2 separate regions of the Rattus norvegicus genome follow, and region 2 is linked to region 1. A link is a contact called in public Hi-C data. All regions are on one chromosome and are shown on one strand. The core of a region is the stretch at or near the end of the contact, and the rest is flanking DNA. Distances in the headings are between cores, read along the strand shown.

Evidence for each region. A called contact is a pair of places that touch in the nucleus more often than the background predicts.
Region 2: a Hi-C map of frontal cortex shows a contact between it and region 1, with 3 times the contacts expected there. The contact joins the enhancer-like site here to the promoter of Xylb in region 1. A contact is called at or near these places in 10 of 12 Hi-C or Micro-C datasets (the A7r5 cell line, the Rat2 cell line, Schwann cells and 7 more) and 1 of 1 datasets of contacts at active chromatin or transcription factors (oligodendrocytes).

The regions. Positions count from the first base shown.
Region 1 is chr8:127,968,714-127,976,347 of GRCr8, reverse strand. Xylb (xylulokinase) reads right to left here and starts at 2,550. Exons shown (of 19, transcript NM_001033704.2): 1 at 2,485-2,550; 2 at 1,099-1,181. The coding sequence starts at 2,541.
Region 2 is chr8:128,040,563-128,048,196 of GRCr8, reverse strand. It overlaps Acvr2b (activin A receptor type 2B), which reads right to left. Exons shown (of 11, transcript NM_031554.1): 2 at 5,783-5,990; 3 at 5,367-5,476; 4 at 5,093-5,244; 5 at 4,877-5,020; 6 at 3,551-3,694; 7 at 3,206-3,354; 8 at 2,272-2,386; 9 at 953-1,091; 10 at 734-864; 11 at 16-266. The coding sequence ends at 72. Among named protein-coding and RNA genes, the nearest start is that of Exog, 18 kb to the left of the region's middle. Within about 2 kb of position 3,081, at least 10 of the 93 cell types and tissues checked have an H3K27ac peak or open chromatin away from gene starts, as enhancers often do.

The DNA.
Region 1 (7,634 bases), core at 1,301-3,800:
ATCTGATGCCCTCTTCTGGTGTATCTGAAGACAGCTACAGTGTACTTATATATAATAAATGAATAAATGTTTAAAAAAAATTTAAGGTTGTCTTCAACTACACAGTGAGAGCCATGAGACCCTGTTTCAAAAAGGGGTGAGAAGGGGCTGGGGATTTAACTCAGTGGTAGAGCGCTTACCTAGGAAGCGCAAGGCCCTGGGTTCGGTCCCCAGCTCCGGGAAAAAAAAAAAAAAAAAAAAAAAAAGAACCAAAAAGGGGTGAGAAGATACGCTCAGGTGCACATACGTGCGCACATGCCTAGTGCCAAAAGTACTCTAAGGAAAAGAAGGCCAACAGTAGATGTGACCAATGGACTCTGGCCAGAAAGAAGTTCGATTTCGAGCTGACGTGAACATTTCTTTATAACTTCTCCAGTCTGTAGCACCTTTTCTCTTTGAGACAGGATTTCTCTGTGTAGCCCCGGCTGTCCTGGAACTCACTCTGCAGACCAGGCTGGCCTTGAATCCAGAGATCCACCTGCCTCTGCCTGGAGTGCCAGGATTAAAGGCGGGCGCCACCACAGCCCCGCTATGTGGTGCTCTTCCATTAGTAACAGAAGGGAGCCAAGAACCATCCTGTGCCTGGTACAAAACGAAAATCTGAGTGAACGGATGAGCTCAACTGGGAAGGAATAGGGAAGAAATCACTCCGAGTGTGCAAAGAAAAGGTTCTCAGGGGCCGCAGAGATATACGTATGGCTCAGGGGTTAAGAGCACTGGCTGCTCTTCCAGAGGAACTAGGTTCAATTCCCACCACTCTATGGTGGCTCACAACTGTCTGTGATTCCAGTTACAGGGGATCTGATGTCCTCTGCTGGCCTCTTTGGACACCAGGCAGGAATGTGGTGCACAGACATACTTGCAAGCAAACACAACAACAACAACAACAACAATGATGGCGATAATAATAATAATAATAATAATTAATAATAATAGATGCTCAGAGGTCTATGCAGACTCTCTTGCAGCTGGGTTAGGTCAGACCAGTAAGCTGATAAATGCAAATGCTTTAGGGAGGATCTCAAACCACCCGCCCGCCCACGCCCACCAGCTACACACCCAAATTCCGGAAGGTCTCTGTCAAAATGCACACTGTCCTCATAGAAGACGTTCAGCTCTGCATCAACAGCAACGACTTTGACCTGGAAGACATTTATGAGAACGGTGTGTAGGATTTTCTCAGCCTCTACCCCGGCCCAAGGGGTTTCTAAGTCAGGTAAGGTTCAGCATTGACACAAAGGTTATTGGGCATCATCGTAACCGTAGCAAAATGTTTCAGGGGGCACGTGCTCAAAATAAATAAATAAATAGGGCTGGAGAGATGGCTCAGCGGTTAAGAGCACTGACTGCTCTTCCAGAGGTCCTGAGTTCAATTCCCAGCAACCACATGGTGGCTCACAACTATCTGTAATGAGATCTGATGCCCTCTTCTGGTGTCTGAAGACAGCGACAGTGTGCTTCTATATGTTAAATCAATAAATCTTAAATAAATAAAGAAAAGCAGAAAATTAAAAAATGAGAAATCCAGATGAAACTCCCACTGTCTTCAAGAATATGCTCCTCAAACAGGGGAGGCCATGACATCTGCACCCTACAAGGAGGCTTGTCTCCAGGGGTTATCCCCAGAGCAGTGACTACCATCAAGCCAGATAAGACATCCTAAGGAAGCTCTTCCATTCCAAGCTCAGGGAAGAGGGAGTAACAGGTCTAGTAGGGCAAGGTGACATCCCTATGGGATGTTCCCCACAGGGACCCGAAGGCTCTGGCTCTCTTCATCCGTCTGAGAAGGTCTCACAGCTACTATGTTTATTCCTCGAGGACGCATGCTCGGACGTCCCATGCCTACTTGGAAGGCAAATTGTTAATGCACTCAGCTCTCTGCTGGGAACTCCAACCTCTGACCAGCAGTCCTGGTATGGCAGACCCTGGCACACTAATGCCAGTCAAGAGGGGGGTGGGGAGGTTGCGGACAGGCAAAGTCCATTTGCACACTATGCCCATTTCACTTTTAAAAAATAAAAGTGTGTGGTGTGGTGGCATCCTCCTTTAAACCCAGCACTCAGGAGGCTACGGATAGTGGATCACTGTGAGTTCAAGGCCAGTCTGGTCTGCACAGTGAATCCAGGCCAGCGGAAGCTACATAGTAAAGTTCTGCCTCAAAATATAAAATAATAAAGTAAAGTAAAGGCGCTCAGTTGTAAACCGGATCTAGGTTATGCATGCGCGCACACGTCTGCCAGCCTGTGGGCTCTGCCGTTTTCGCCGAGTGTCTCGTATTCCAGTCATCTGCAACCGGGACTCGCGTGGACCTCTCCAGGCACTTTCGCCCGGCTACGTGTTCGTGCTCTTGTTCTCGGGGTTCTGCAGGAAGGCACCGGAGGTTTCCGGGAGGACGCGTCTCGCTGGCAGGCATCGCTAGGCTCCCACTCCGCGCCCCCCGCGTACCTGCTGCGTGCTGAAGTCCCAGCCCAGGCAACAGCGGCGGCCCGCCCGCTCCGCCATGGTCTTGGGGGTTCCCACCGTCCGTCTGTGCGTCCGTGCGTCCATGTGTCCCGAGGCGGCGAGACTGTCGCTGCGCTCCGGCGCCCAGACTCCAGGGCCCGCCTCTCGCCACGCCCGGCAGGACTCTGGACTGGAGTCACGAGGTGGGACTGCCCTCTGGCGCCGCCTGCGGGAGGTCGCGAGTGGTACTGGGTCTGGATGGGGCACTTGGTGGTCGCTACCGGTGCAGGTCCCCATCCGGCAGCGAAGTGGCTTCCCTCCAGTTCACCCCACCCACACTCACCACTCACCCCTGCCCCGACCTAAGAAGGCCTGGCTTTCCTTGGAGACACTTGGGAACTCTGGGGCAACTAGTTCTTGCAAGTCCTTCAGGGAGGGTCCTGCCCCCCCCCCCCCCCCGCCTCCCGGAATTCTCAGGCTGGAAGGGAGGGAGGGAGAGAGGGGGGGGAGGGAGAGAGAGGGGGGAGGGAGGGAGGGAGGGAGGAAGGAAGGAAGGAAGGAAGGACGGAAGGAAGGAAGGAAGGAAGGAGCCTGGTCTCAAATAAAATTAAAAAGGGGCTGAAGAAGCCAGTTGTGGTGGTGCATGCCTTTAATCCCAGCACTCAGGAGGCAGAGACTGGTGGATCTCTGTGAATTCAAGGCCAGTCTGGTCTACATAGAGAATTCCAGGCAATCAGAGCTACGGAATTAAGACACTTTGTCTCAAAGTGAAATGTGGGGTGGACTTCTGAAGGTCAAACTGGGCGTGTTGGTGCATGCCTTTAATTCCAGCATGAGGAAGGCTGGGTGGACAGATCTCTATGCGTTTGAGGCCAGCCTGATCTACATAGGAAAGTTCCAGGTCAGCCAAGGCTACACAGTGAGATGACACCACCCTCCCATATATATATGGAAGGAAAAGAAAAATGTAAATGGAGACCGAAGAAATAGCTTTTGTCTGACCTGTGTTCTAGAGTCAACTAGAAAAATAAAATCTTAATTAAATTTGGGATAGTAGCTTACACTCTAATCCAGTATTTGGATAGGTGAGACTGGAGGCCGATGAGTTGAGGCCAGCCTGGGATACATAACAAAAAATACTAATAATATATAAAATAATCTCTCTCCCTTCTCCTTCTATTTTTTCTTTTTGTTTGCTTATTTTGACAGTCTTGACTAGGCTCGAAAATTCCTTCTGCCCAAACAGGCCTCAGGCTTACAATCCTCCCACCAGCCTCCCAGTAGCTGAGATTATAGGCCTGTAACAACAAGTATAGCATGACATGATCTCTTATAAGGTCTCACATGCCCTCAGGGTGGCCTTGAACTTACAGTATAGCTGGGACTGGCCTTGAATTCCTGAACCTCCTACCTCACTTTCCCAAACGTTAAGGCACGATTCCCAGTTTGAAATCATCTGGTATTGTGACCCATGGGTCAGCCGATTGCCTGGGCTGACTCAGGTGGGGTGGCTCTGTTCCCCATGACTCTCATCCTCCACTGAACAGTATGCTCACCCTGCACCTCAGAAAAGGGCTTAGTGGATGGTGTCAGGAAAGCGTGTTGGTGCACAGCATGAAGAATGGGCCCAGGGTGACTTAGGACTTTGCATTCCGGAGGCAGATCTTGGGGAGTTAAAGGCCAGCCTACTCTACATAGAAAGTTCCAGGACAGCCAGGACTACACTGTGAAACCTAGTCTCAAAGCAGCATGTGTGGGTGTGGGTGTGGGTGTGGGGGTGGGATGATGAAATCCAAAGAGGCCACTTCTGGATGGAGAGGGGTTTCCTACCCTTAGTTGGACACAGGGAAAGGAACTCAGGCTGGGTGATGTGGATGACCTAGTAATTTAGCTAGACTGCTTGGGGTCCCTCTTGGGGTGTCTGAGTGGAGATGTTGGGCAGGCCAGTTTGGATGTGTGTCTGGGTTGCAAACAATGACTTGGGAGCTGTCGTCTCCAAGTGGGTGAGTCAGATGTCGGAAAAGAGCTCAGAGTAGGACAGGTGGAGGCTACTCGGAATTGTGAAGAATCCGTGGAACATTAAGGAATCATGACGGGCAGATACTAGATTAAAAGGCCTTCCTGGAAGGCGGGCCTTTAGACAGTTGCGTGGTATCTAGAAGTAGGTTGAAGAGTGGCGAGGTGGGTCCTAAAAATTTTGGAAAGAAAAGAGTCAATGGGGCCAAAAGGACCTTACTGTGCCTCGTTTATGTTGCTAAAACCAAAGCTTAAGGCCTTGTCCTAGTCAGGGTTCTCTAGAGTCACAGAACTCATGGGGTCGTCTCTGTATAGTAAGGGAATTTGTTGATGACTTACGGTCTGTCGTCCAACTCCCCAACAGTGATCAGCAGCATCTGTGAATGGAAGTCCAGAGATCTAGCCTCTCGATCAGGATCAAAGGCGAGCCTTCCAATTCTGGATTGTAGTTCATTCCAGATATAGTCAAGTTGACAACCAGGGATAGCCACGACAGGCCTAAATAAGAGGAGTTTCTCACAGTTCTCGAAGCTGGGAAGGTTAAATAAGGCCATATAGGGCTGATGTCAACCCCTGGCAAGGGCTCTTTCCCAGATGTGCAAATGGTAGCCTCCTCTGTGCACCACATCCATAGAGACATGCTGCCAAGAGGCACAGGGATGAAGAGATTCACTCCAACATCCCCAGGAGCCTGGGGAGTTCCCCCTAACCTCTGAGTTACCTCAACCCGGGCCAACTGAAACTCCTGTCTCTAACACAGAAAAGAATCTCAGGGTCAGCCAATATAAAGCAGAGTCTGGTTTACTTCAGATTTTGTCTTTACACTGATTGATATCGATCGATCAATTGATTTGGTATGTGCATGGTGGCATGTGTACAGATATCAAACGGACAATGAAGAAATAGGGCCTCAAGCTAGAGAGATGGCTCAGTGGTTAAGAGCGCTGACTGTTCTTCCAGAGGTCTTGAGTTCAATTCCCAACAACCACATGGTGGCTCACAACCATCTATAGTCAGGTCTGGTGCCCTCTTCTGCCTGCAGGCGCATACATGCAGGCAGAAAGCTGTATGATGTATATATACATAATAAATAAATAAATGTTTAAAAAAAAGAAATTAAAAAAAAATTTGGGTTGAGAGAGTAACTCATCCACAAAGCACTTGCCTAGCAGGAACAAGGATACAGATCCCCAGTATTGTGACAAAAAAAGCAAAACAAAGAAACCACCAGAAATTAGGGACCAAATTAGATAGGTCAATTGTAATTCAGATCCAATAATTTGTTTCATGTATCTATAGTTTTATAATATGTCTATACGCAGAAGATTTCATCTTGGGGTTCTATTGGAAATTAAGTCTATATTCAGTCTATTGAGACTCAGAAGAAATAAAATTAGTCTTTAGACCAGTGGGAAGCTGTTATGAGGGGAGATAGTATTTTGACCAATCGTTACTAACAGGACAAGCATGTCGTAACTCCTGGTCCCAGTTGGAGGGTGGAGTTGGTCCTGCTTTCTGTTAAATAAGTAGCTTGGTTAAAAGGGCACTGAGGTTTTTAAAAAGCTTAGTTAATGTTTGCAGCTGGGCTCTGATGTGTAAACAAACATCTCTGCAGGGAGGGGAACTTGCCTTTCCCAAAGGGGATGAGCCTGCCAGTGTGTGCTTGAACTCTCTTTAGAAGCAAATTTGGTTTAGGAAAATTAAATGGTAATCATCTTCTGATTTTACTGTGTCCATCCCTTGGGTCTGCCTGCCTCATTCTGTGTACTTTCGAAGCTAGTACATTTACCCACAGGAAGGAAAAGTCTAGAAAGAAAGACATGCCCCCATGTTATCATGAGAATCATTGAGACTCAGAAACTGGTGGTTAAGAAGTGGTGTTTACATTGCCATCTACTTTATATGGTTCATAACTTGTGACTTATGGGCTGAAATGATACAGAAAAGGAGAACAAACAGAAAAATAACATGCTACCACCCCGAGCCATCTCTCCCATCCTACCCACCTCTTTCAGAGATAATGTCTTACTCTTCAGACCATGCCAGCCTAGCATTTTATAGACTTCAAACTCACAGTGATCTTCCTGCCTCAGCCTCCCAAGTGCTGGGATTATAATTCAATTAGAACTTCTAAAAGAGTAGAGCGCTTACCTAGGAAGCGCAAGGCCCTGGGTTCGGTCCCCAGCTCCGAAAAAAAGAACCAAAAAAAAAAAAAAAGAACTTCTAAAAGAAATATTCATTTGAAAAATTATGTGTATGTGAAGGCAGATACCCCTGGAGTCCACGGGGCTAGAGTGGCAGGCAGGGACGAGCCACCTGCTAGGAGTGAACTCAAATGCTCTGAAGAGGCAGATGTGCCCTTAACTACTGAGCCATCTCTCCAGCCCTGATTAGAACTTCTCGACTGTGGGCTGGAGAGATGGCTCAGTGGTTAAGAGCACTGACTGCTCTTCCAGAGGTCCTGAGTTCAATTCCCAGCAACCACATGGTGGCTCACAACCATCTGTAATGGGATCTGATGCCCTCTTCTGGTGTATATGAAGAAAGCAACAGTGTACTCACATACATAAAATAAATAAATCTTAAAAGAAAAAAAAAAACTTCTCAATCATTCTATGAGACAGAATGTTTTTTCCTTTTATTGAAAATAAGATTTTTCCTTACTATATCCTGATTACAATGTCCCGTTTCTCTCAGTTCCCCCTCACCTCCTCTCACACATGGATCTACCCACTTTCTATCTCCCATTAGAAAACAAACAGACTGCTAATGAATAGTAATAAAGTATAACATAGTGAAAAGTAATCAGATAAAACAAAAACCAACACATCAGAATCGGGCAAAACAAACAGAAGAAACAGAGCCTGAGAAAAGGCACAAGAAACAGATACAGATGAGGAGACCTGCGCATTCGCACAACAGGAATCCCACTGTGTGTGTGTGTGTGTGTGTGTGTGTGTGTGTGTGTTGAGTGTGAATGTGTGTGAATGTGTAAGCATGTGTGTGTGAATGTGTGTAAGTGTGTGTGTGAATGTGTGTGAGCATGAGTGGTATGTGAGAGTGTGTGAGCATATGTGTGTAAGCATTGAGTGTGTGTGTGAGCTTGTGTGTGAATGTGTGTGAATGGTGTGTGTGTG
Region 2 (7,634 bases), core at 1,832-4,331, 71 kb before region 1:
CAACTTTTTTTTTCCTTTTTTTTTTTCTTCTTCAGATCCACTGAGTCTGGAGAAACGCTAGTGTCCTGGGCTTAGATGCTGGACTCTTTAGGGAGCAGGTCCACATTGGTGACGGAGGTCACCAGAGAGACGAGACAGTCCGAGGTAGAGCTGTTGACCGACCTCCTGATCAGGGATACCCGCTCTTCCACACAGCCTGCAGACAGACGAGCCTCTGCATCATGGTCCCAGCACTCCTCGATGGTCACGCAGAGCTGGGCCAGGCCCTGCGGAGGACGGGGAGGGAGGAAAGAACCCTTGTTAGGGCTACTCAGCGAGGGCAGCCAGTGGCTATGAGTCAGGGGATTAGGAAGGGCCTACGGCCCAGGCCCAGTTATAGCCATTATAGGTGGATTATCAGGCTGCAAATTCCCTGAAACTCCTCTCCTCCCGCTGGTTACCCCACGGAGCCCGGGCCCAGGAGAATGTTCGCTCCCGCTCCCCGCAGGCAGAGCTGCTCATCTTGGAACACTGGAACTCAAGTCAAATAAACACAAAGCCCAAACACAGAGCTTTGTCCAACGTTTCCCAGTTGAGCCACAGAGGGGACAAGAAGGAGGAAAGGGCCTACCATATTTCCCACAACCTCAGGGATATGTCCCTAGAACCCAGGGAACATGGTAGCCTTCCCTCCTCACGCCGAGGCAGGTTCCCTTCACGTACCCCTGTTGACTCCAGAACCCAGCTCCCTCACCGGATGTTTCAGCCAGTGATCCTTAATGGTGGGCCTCATCTTCTTGTGGACAACCACCTCCTGAAGCTCCTCCAGTGAAGGGTGTTGGCCAATCTCTTCCTCGAAAGGCAGCATGTACTCATCGACAGGCCCTGAGTGACGGGTGGGGGCTCTGATGGAATCACAAGGCCCAGCTCCAAGCCCCCAGCCCAGGGTGCCCATAGCCAACAAACCACTCACCATCTGCGGCCTTGCAACGAGAAACGAGCTCCCACAGCACCAGGCCCATGGCGTACATGTCGATACGCAGGAAGGCGTCTCTCTGGAAGTTGATGGCCCCCTCCAGCACCTCGGGGGCCATGTACCGTCTGGTGCCAACCTACAGGAAGACAAAGGACAGGATCTCCAGAGACCAGCTGTACTCAAATGCAGTTGGCTGGGAGAAGCAATGAGCACCAGGCTGGGTAAGACTGGAATTCTGAGCACGAAGCGTTGGAGCTGAAGCCCTGGTCCGTCCCTTTGAAGCAGGGTTATGATTCTATCTGACAGTAACTGATGGACTGGAGGCAGTGCTTGTTAGACAGCTGTGCAGCCCTGGAACATCTCAAACAGGCTACTCTGAGGCTTTTTCCTCCAACGGTGCCTAAAGTAAAGCCAGACACTCGGAAGGCTGAGGCAGGAGAACTAAAAGTCCCAGACCAACCTGAACGACACAGAGACAGACCCTCTAACAGATAAAGAGGCGGCTTAGCTCCTAAGGCACCAGCCACTCAAGTGTGAAGACAGAAGTTTGGATATCGAGAAGCCACATAAATGTGGCAACAGCAGCACAGGGAGGGGACGATGGCGTCCCCAGAGAAAGCTGGCTAGACTACCTGATAACCAGCAAAGGACCCAGTATTAATCGACAAGGCTTAAGGTGATCAAGGAAGATGCCCAGTGGCTACCCCAGGCCTCCAAACCCAGACAAGCAACTCGTGTGGAAACGGGAATACACAGGTTAAATAAACAATGAAGCAACAGTCAAAAGGCCGAAGAAGAATGTGGAGAACTCGTTTAAACCACAGGGAGACTCCCCCAGGATGACTGCTGGCTTAATTTTCATGGCCTTTTCTACACGTTTGGCTGGGATTCTCAGCACCCTTTCTTTCCTCTTTAATCTCGCTTAATGACTACAACTGAGGGCAGGCAGGAGCCTCTGTGGTAAAGGCTTGCTGCAAGCCACACGACCCAAGTTCAAGCCAAGGAACCCACATGCTGGAAAAAAACCTGACTCTCTTACACAACACACACACACACACACACACACACACACACAACGTCTTTTGGGAAAATAAAATAAAATTACAACAGAAAGAGAAAGACTGAAATACCAGGACGAGCTGCCGAAGCCCAAATGAAGCCTGGATCCCTCAGCCGGGTGGCTGGAGGAAGCCTCGCCAACCTCTCTATTGGTGAGTTAAGAACCTAGTTCCCAAGTTCCCACGTAGCTCTGCAGTCACCCCAGCTGAGCCCAGAGCTCTGTGCCAGCCTCTCCTCCCACTGCCCAGGTTCCTTACCTGCCCATGGGTATCCCCTGGAGGCTTCCCCGGCTCAAACCGAACAGCCAGGCCAAAGTCAGCCAGCACCGCGGTGAGGTCGCTCTTCAGCAGAACATTCTTGCTTTTGAAGTCCCTGAGCAGACCAAGAGCAAACTGTCACACAGGTTCAAGACCCGGCCCACCCTGAGATGGCTGATCTCGATCCTCCTCCCACCCTGCCTCTCAAATTACTAGAGTCCATGACCTGTAGCTCCTGGGTCAAACCATCCCCACCTCTGTGGGGCAGGAGACGAACGGCTTGGGAGTTCAGGGGCCCATACAGCAGGTCCCACTCTGGCAGCTGGGTAAGACCCTATACCACAGCACTAGAAGCTGGCCCATAAATCTCACAGGGCATGGCACACAAATCTTACAATGTTTGGAATGTGAACAAGAATATAGAGTCAGCTTGCTAAAGCCGCACAGGCAGGGCAGTGCTCGAGTGGTGCAGGCAGTCCACTCTGCCTAGACTAGAAAAACCAAAACCGAACCAACCAAACAACAGCGTGGCTCAGAAATCCTAAAAGATCCTAATCCAGAGCTCCGTGAAGTTAGGCACTGGTAATTGACTACCGTTTGCCCTTTTAAATCTCATCGGTATAGAGTGGGGCTCCCCAGGGGAATAGTGGACAGCTGATGTTATCGTGGCGACACATAAAACACGTGTGCTCTGTGCTAGCAACCATCAGCAAACATGGACATAAAAGGTTCTGGACCACAATCTGAGAATTTGAAGAGCCAGCTCTCCAGAGTCAGCACTTTCTCCTGTGCCCAGCAGAGGGCGCAAGAGCACTGGCCTGGAGAGCTAGCTGTCTCCAGCTACGGGAGAGCAGGGTTTACTGGGACGCAGCACAGGCACATTCAAGGAAGCAGAGCCATGCTCTACAGCAGGGAGGGCTCCTTAACCAGGTACCTGTGGGCAATAGAAGGCTTGTGGCCCTCGCCACGACACCACGGCACATCCTCATGCAGGTACGAGAGGCCTCGTGACATCGTCTCTGCCACATGACACAGCTCGTTCCACGTGATGATGTTCCCCTTGAGGTAATCCGTGAGGGAGCCCTAAGAGAAGGCAGCCGACTGTGGGCAAAGGCTCCAAATGCAGAACAGGGTGCAACCCAACCCAGGCCCAGCGGGAATGTCCTGGTGCAAGCGTGCAGAGGGGACCGAGGTGCGGCTGACACGGGGGTCGACTCATGGCAAAGCCACCGTTGGGACCTCCCTGTCCACCCCGGGGCCTTGCTGGGGTGTAGCTCACCTTGTCGTGGAAGGCTGTGATGAGCCACAGCTCCACCTCCAGGTTGGAGCCTCGTTTCTCTGCAGCAATGAACTGCAGGAGGTTTTCGTGCTTCATGCCCGGTGTGCTGAAGATCTCCCGCTCACTCTGCCACGACTGCTTGTCCTGAGGTAGGGAGGCGGCTCAGCCCTGCCACAGGACAGCCACCCCAACATGCCCTACTTCATCCCCACCACTGGTCTCCTGGCCTCCACATGCACGAGGAGAGCCAGGCCGGCAGCAGTCTCTGGGGGAGCTGATGCCAGCGCCCTGATTTACAAACGCTGAGTGAGGTGCCCAGCCAGTATCAGCCAGCAAGTGCTCGACTCCTCAAGCACCCTGGGCGACTAAGTCCAGGCTTGCCAGGTGTCAGGAGCCTCTGAGTAGACCATAACGTCAACTACCAAACTCGGGGACCGAGGAGGGGCTCCGGGAGGCTAAGGGCCTGCCAGGCAAAAGCATGAGGACCCAAGTTCAGATCCCCAGACCCCTATACAGAGTTTAACCCCAGTGCTGGAAGCAGGAAGATGGGGAAGGCAAACAGGGGAGGATACCTGGTGCTTGCCAACTCCTCTACCAAACCAGTCAGTCCCAGGCTAAGTGAGAGACCTTGTCTCAAAAGAACTTTAAAGGGTAGAAGCCTAGAGAGGTGGCTCTGAGGTTAGGAGCACTGGCTGCTCTTCCTGAGCACCTGGGTTCAATTCCCAGCATATAGATGGTGGCTCACAACCTCTCTAACTCCAGTCTCAAGGATCCAACACTCTCTTCTGGCTTCCACAGGCACCAGGCATGCATGTGGCACGCATAGATAGGTACATGCAGGCGAAACACCTGTACATGTAAAAAATAAGTATTTTCATTAAAATAAATAAAATAAAGAACTGTAAATAAGTGGAGAACCAGGTACGGTATACACACCTTTAACTCCAGCACTTGGGAGGTGGAGGCAGGTGGACTTTTGTGGGTTCAAGGCCAGCCTGGTCTATATGTCAAGTTCACTGAAATCCTGACTCCAAAAAAAACCCCAAAAAACAAAAAACAAAACAAACAAAAAAAACCAACAATAAAGAAAATTATTCAGTGTCGATCTCAGCCTCCACACATAGGCCTTTGTGTACATAAAACATGCAAACTGCATACACACATGGAAGTAATGGCAAGACCCAGAACCCACGTGGGTCAAAGCCTGACCCTAATCCTATGATGGACTCTCAGTTCTGAATCAGAATCCCGGGCTGCCCTGTGGGGAAGAGACTCCAGCTTGGACCCCAGTGAGAGAAGATGGCTTGAAGACCCCCAAAAGCTCACCTGAAGTGGGAAGATCTTCACAGCCACAAAGTCGTTCATGAGCTGAGCCTTCCAGACGCAGCCAAAGCGACCTCGAGCCTTGATCTCCAGCAACTGTAGCGGCTTCAGGCCCACCAGAGGCGATGGGGGAGGAGGCCCAGGGTCCTGGAAAAGCAAGAGCTTAAAGGAGTCTGCGCAGCCGTCCCTACCCCCGCCCCCACGCTGGCACTGTCTCACCTCATGGATGTCCACGTGGCCGTAGGGAGGCTTTCGATGTCGGTACATCCAGAAGGCCAGCAGGACGATGAGAGAGAGGCCTCCAATGGGCAGCAGCGAATAGGCCAGCACCGTGAGCAGGGTGGGGGCTGTCGGGGGTGGCTCGTACGTGACTGGGGGACACATGGAGCCCTGTGTCACACAGCCCGCCCACTCTAACACTCCAGTAGGCCCTGCAAACAATCCCCACTGCCTCCAGAGTGCCACTTAGACCCTCTTCCCACAGGCCCCTCACCTTCTGGGCCCCCAGGCTCCGGCAAATGGGTGAAGCGCTCGTTGCAGAAATTGCCTTCACAGCAGCAGAAATACACCTGGGGGTTCTCCTCAGTGGCCACACACTCCTGCCTGAAAACCCAGAGTCCCCGTTAAAAACTCCACAGCAGGGACAGCAAGACTCTCCCAGGCCCCTCCCCTCAGGCAAAGCAGCTTCTGAAACATCAGCAGGTAGGGTGAGCCCACTTCCCTTGAAGAGTGACCCAAGGCTGAGAGGGACAGGCAGGCACTGAAATGCTACCCGAGCTGAGGAGGGCAAACACCAGAACAGGGACTTGGGATCCAGGGCAGTGCCTTAGAAGATACCCCGAGATCAGTGGGTGGCGCATGCGCAGCTGGGCTACGGAGGCAGCAGCAGCGGAAATGTGCCCCGGGTACCTGTCGTAGCAATTGAAGTCATCTAGCCAGCAGCCCTTCTTCACCAGCTCGATGGTGCCCGAGCTGTTGCGCCACGAGGCATAGCAGTGCAGCCGCTTGTCCTGTTCCCCCTCGCAGCGCTCCAGGCCGCTCTGGTTGGTGCGCTCCAGCTCCCAGTTGGCGTTGTAGTAGATGCACTCCCGAGTCTCAGCTTCCCCTCGCCCGGAACCTGCGCCCCAAAAAGGAGAGAAGCTGAGCGCTGCCCAGTGACTTTTAACCAGTCCTGAAGATGCTGAAGGCGCCTGGAGAAGAAAGATGCCAACCTACCCCCCTTGCCACCCACACATCAACACCTCCTACGAAGACCAGGCTAGTGCTCCGTTCCCTGCCCACACCAGCCTGTAGGCGGGGCCTTCCTGCGTGTGTGTTCACCATCTCGCCTGTGTTCACCAGGTGCTGCAGAATAGCTACGCTTACAGGAAAAGGGTATGCTCCCAGGGTCACCGAGGGTTCTTTTTTCAGACAGAAGGGCTAAGCTGCGATCACAGATCAGCCTTCCAGCTGGGTTTAGCTGCACACCCACAGGTACGACCCACCCACTCTTACATATCTATCTTTTCCCAAAGAAGTTCCGTCCAGATGGCTGGACACAGCCATTGGAACGAACACTCGTCATGGCCTCGTCCACCCACTCCACCCTTCTCATCAACCCCACCAATAAGCTGCAGTCCCCACCGCTTTGCCCACTATGATCCCATGATGTATCCCTGCTTTGGATGTAGGACAGGAAAGAGCACACAAACGCCAAAGGCATCTTGTTCCCTCTCCAGACTTCCCCACGAAGGGGTGTGGCATTTATTACCTCGCTGACAGAACCTTACGCAGATACCCTAAAGGAAATCAGTGCTGACTCAGCCTTGCTGCACCTCAATCCACTGGCACCCCAGCTTTCTCTAATAACCCACATGAGGCCAGAGGGGCATCAGGGAAGGGGCTCCCACCTGACCCGAGGTTGGCAGGGTGCTCAGTGCTAACACCACTCAGTTTCCCAGGGTCCAGTGCATATAGGAGGATCCTGACTGGCTGTTCAGGGAGAGGAACCCTCAAGACAGCAGATTCCAGTCACACTCACAGCATCTCACCAAGGTAGGCGGAAGCTCCTTCTAGGGAGGTCTAGCCTTGGAGAAGGTGCCAATCTCAAGGCTCGATCCAGGTAGGACCCACAAGGTCAAATGTTACCCAGTCAGAATGGCAGAATACAGCCTCAGCCCTAGCCATACTGGGTCATGTTGGCCTAGGGCCTGACACTTGTGGTGACAACCTGCCAGGTGGCTAGAACTCAGCCTGGCCCAGAAGGGTCTCAGTATCCAGAGCAGGACTCAGGTAGGGGTTTCTCTCACAGGACCTATTCAACCAGGGGGCTTATATTTGTGGACAAGACTGAGGAATGAGTGCAGGTCTGAAGACAGAGCCTGAGCAAGTGCCAGGAGCCAGGGTGGCACCTAGAGTGTCTACAAGCCCTGCTACTTGTGGCAGGAACGGGTAGTTGAGCTAAGTGAAGCACCCAGTCCAGGGAGGACACAGCTCCTTTTCCACATCTGGAGTCCCACCCCGCATCAGCGGCCATATTAGCTGGGAGTTTATGGGACATCCACAAAGTGTATGAAGGAGATAACCCAAGTCCTCCCCAGGAGAGAGTGAGAGCAGTTGTAGCATGAACACTCCTGTGTGCCCTTCTCAATTGCTTCCCAGATGCCCAGCTTCCTCCACAAGCCCGGAAGGCTGACCCCGAGCTGCTGAGTGCTAGAATGAGTTCATACCTAACATATGGGGTGGACAGCCTACAGGCAGAGGGCTGTGGGTATACTCGAAA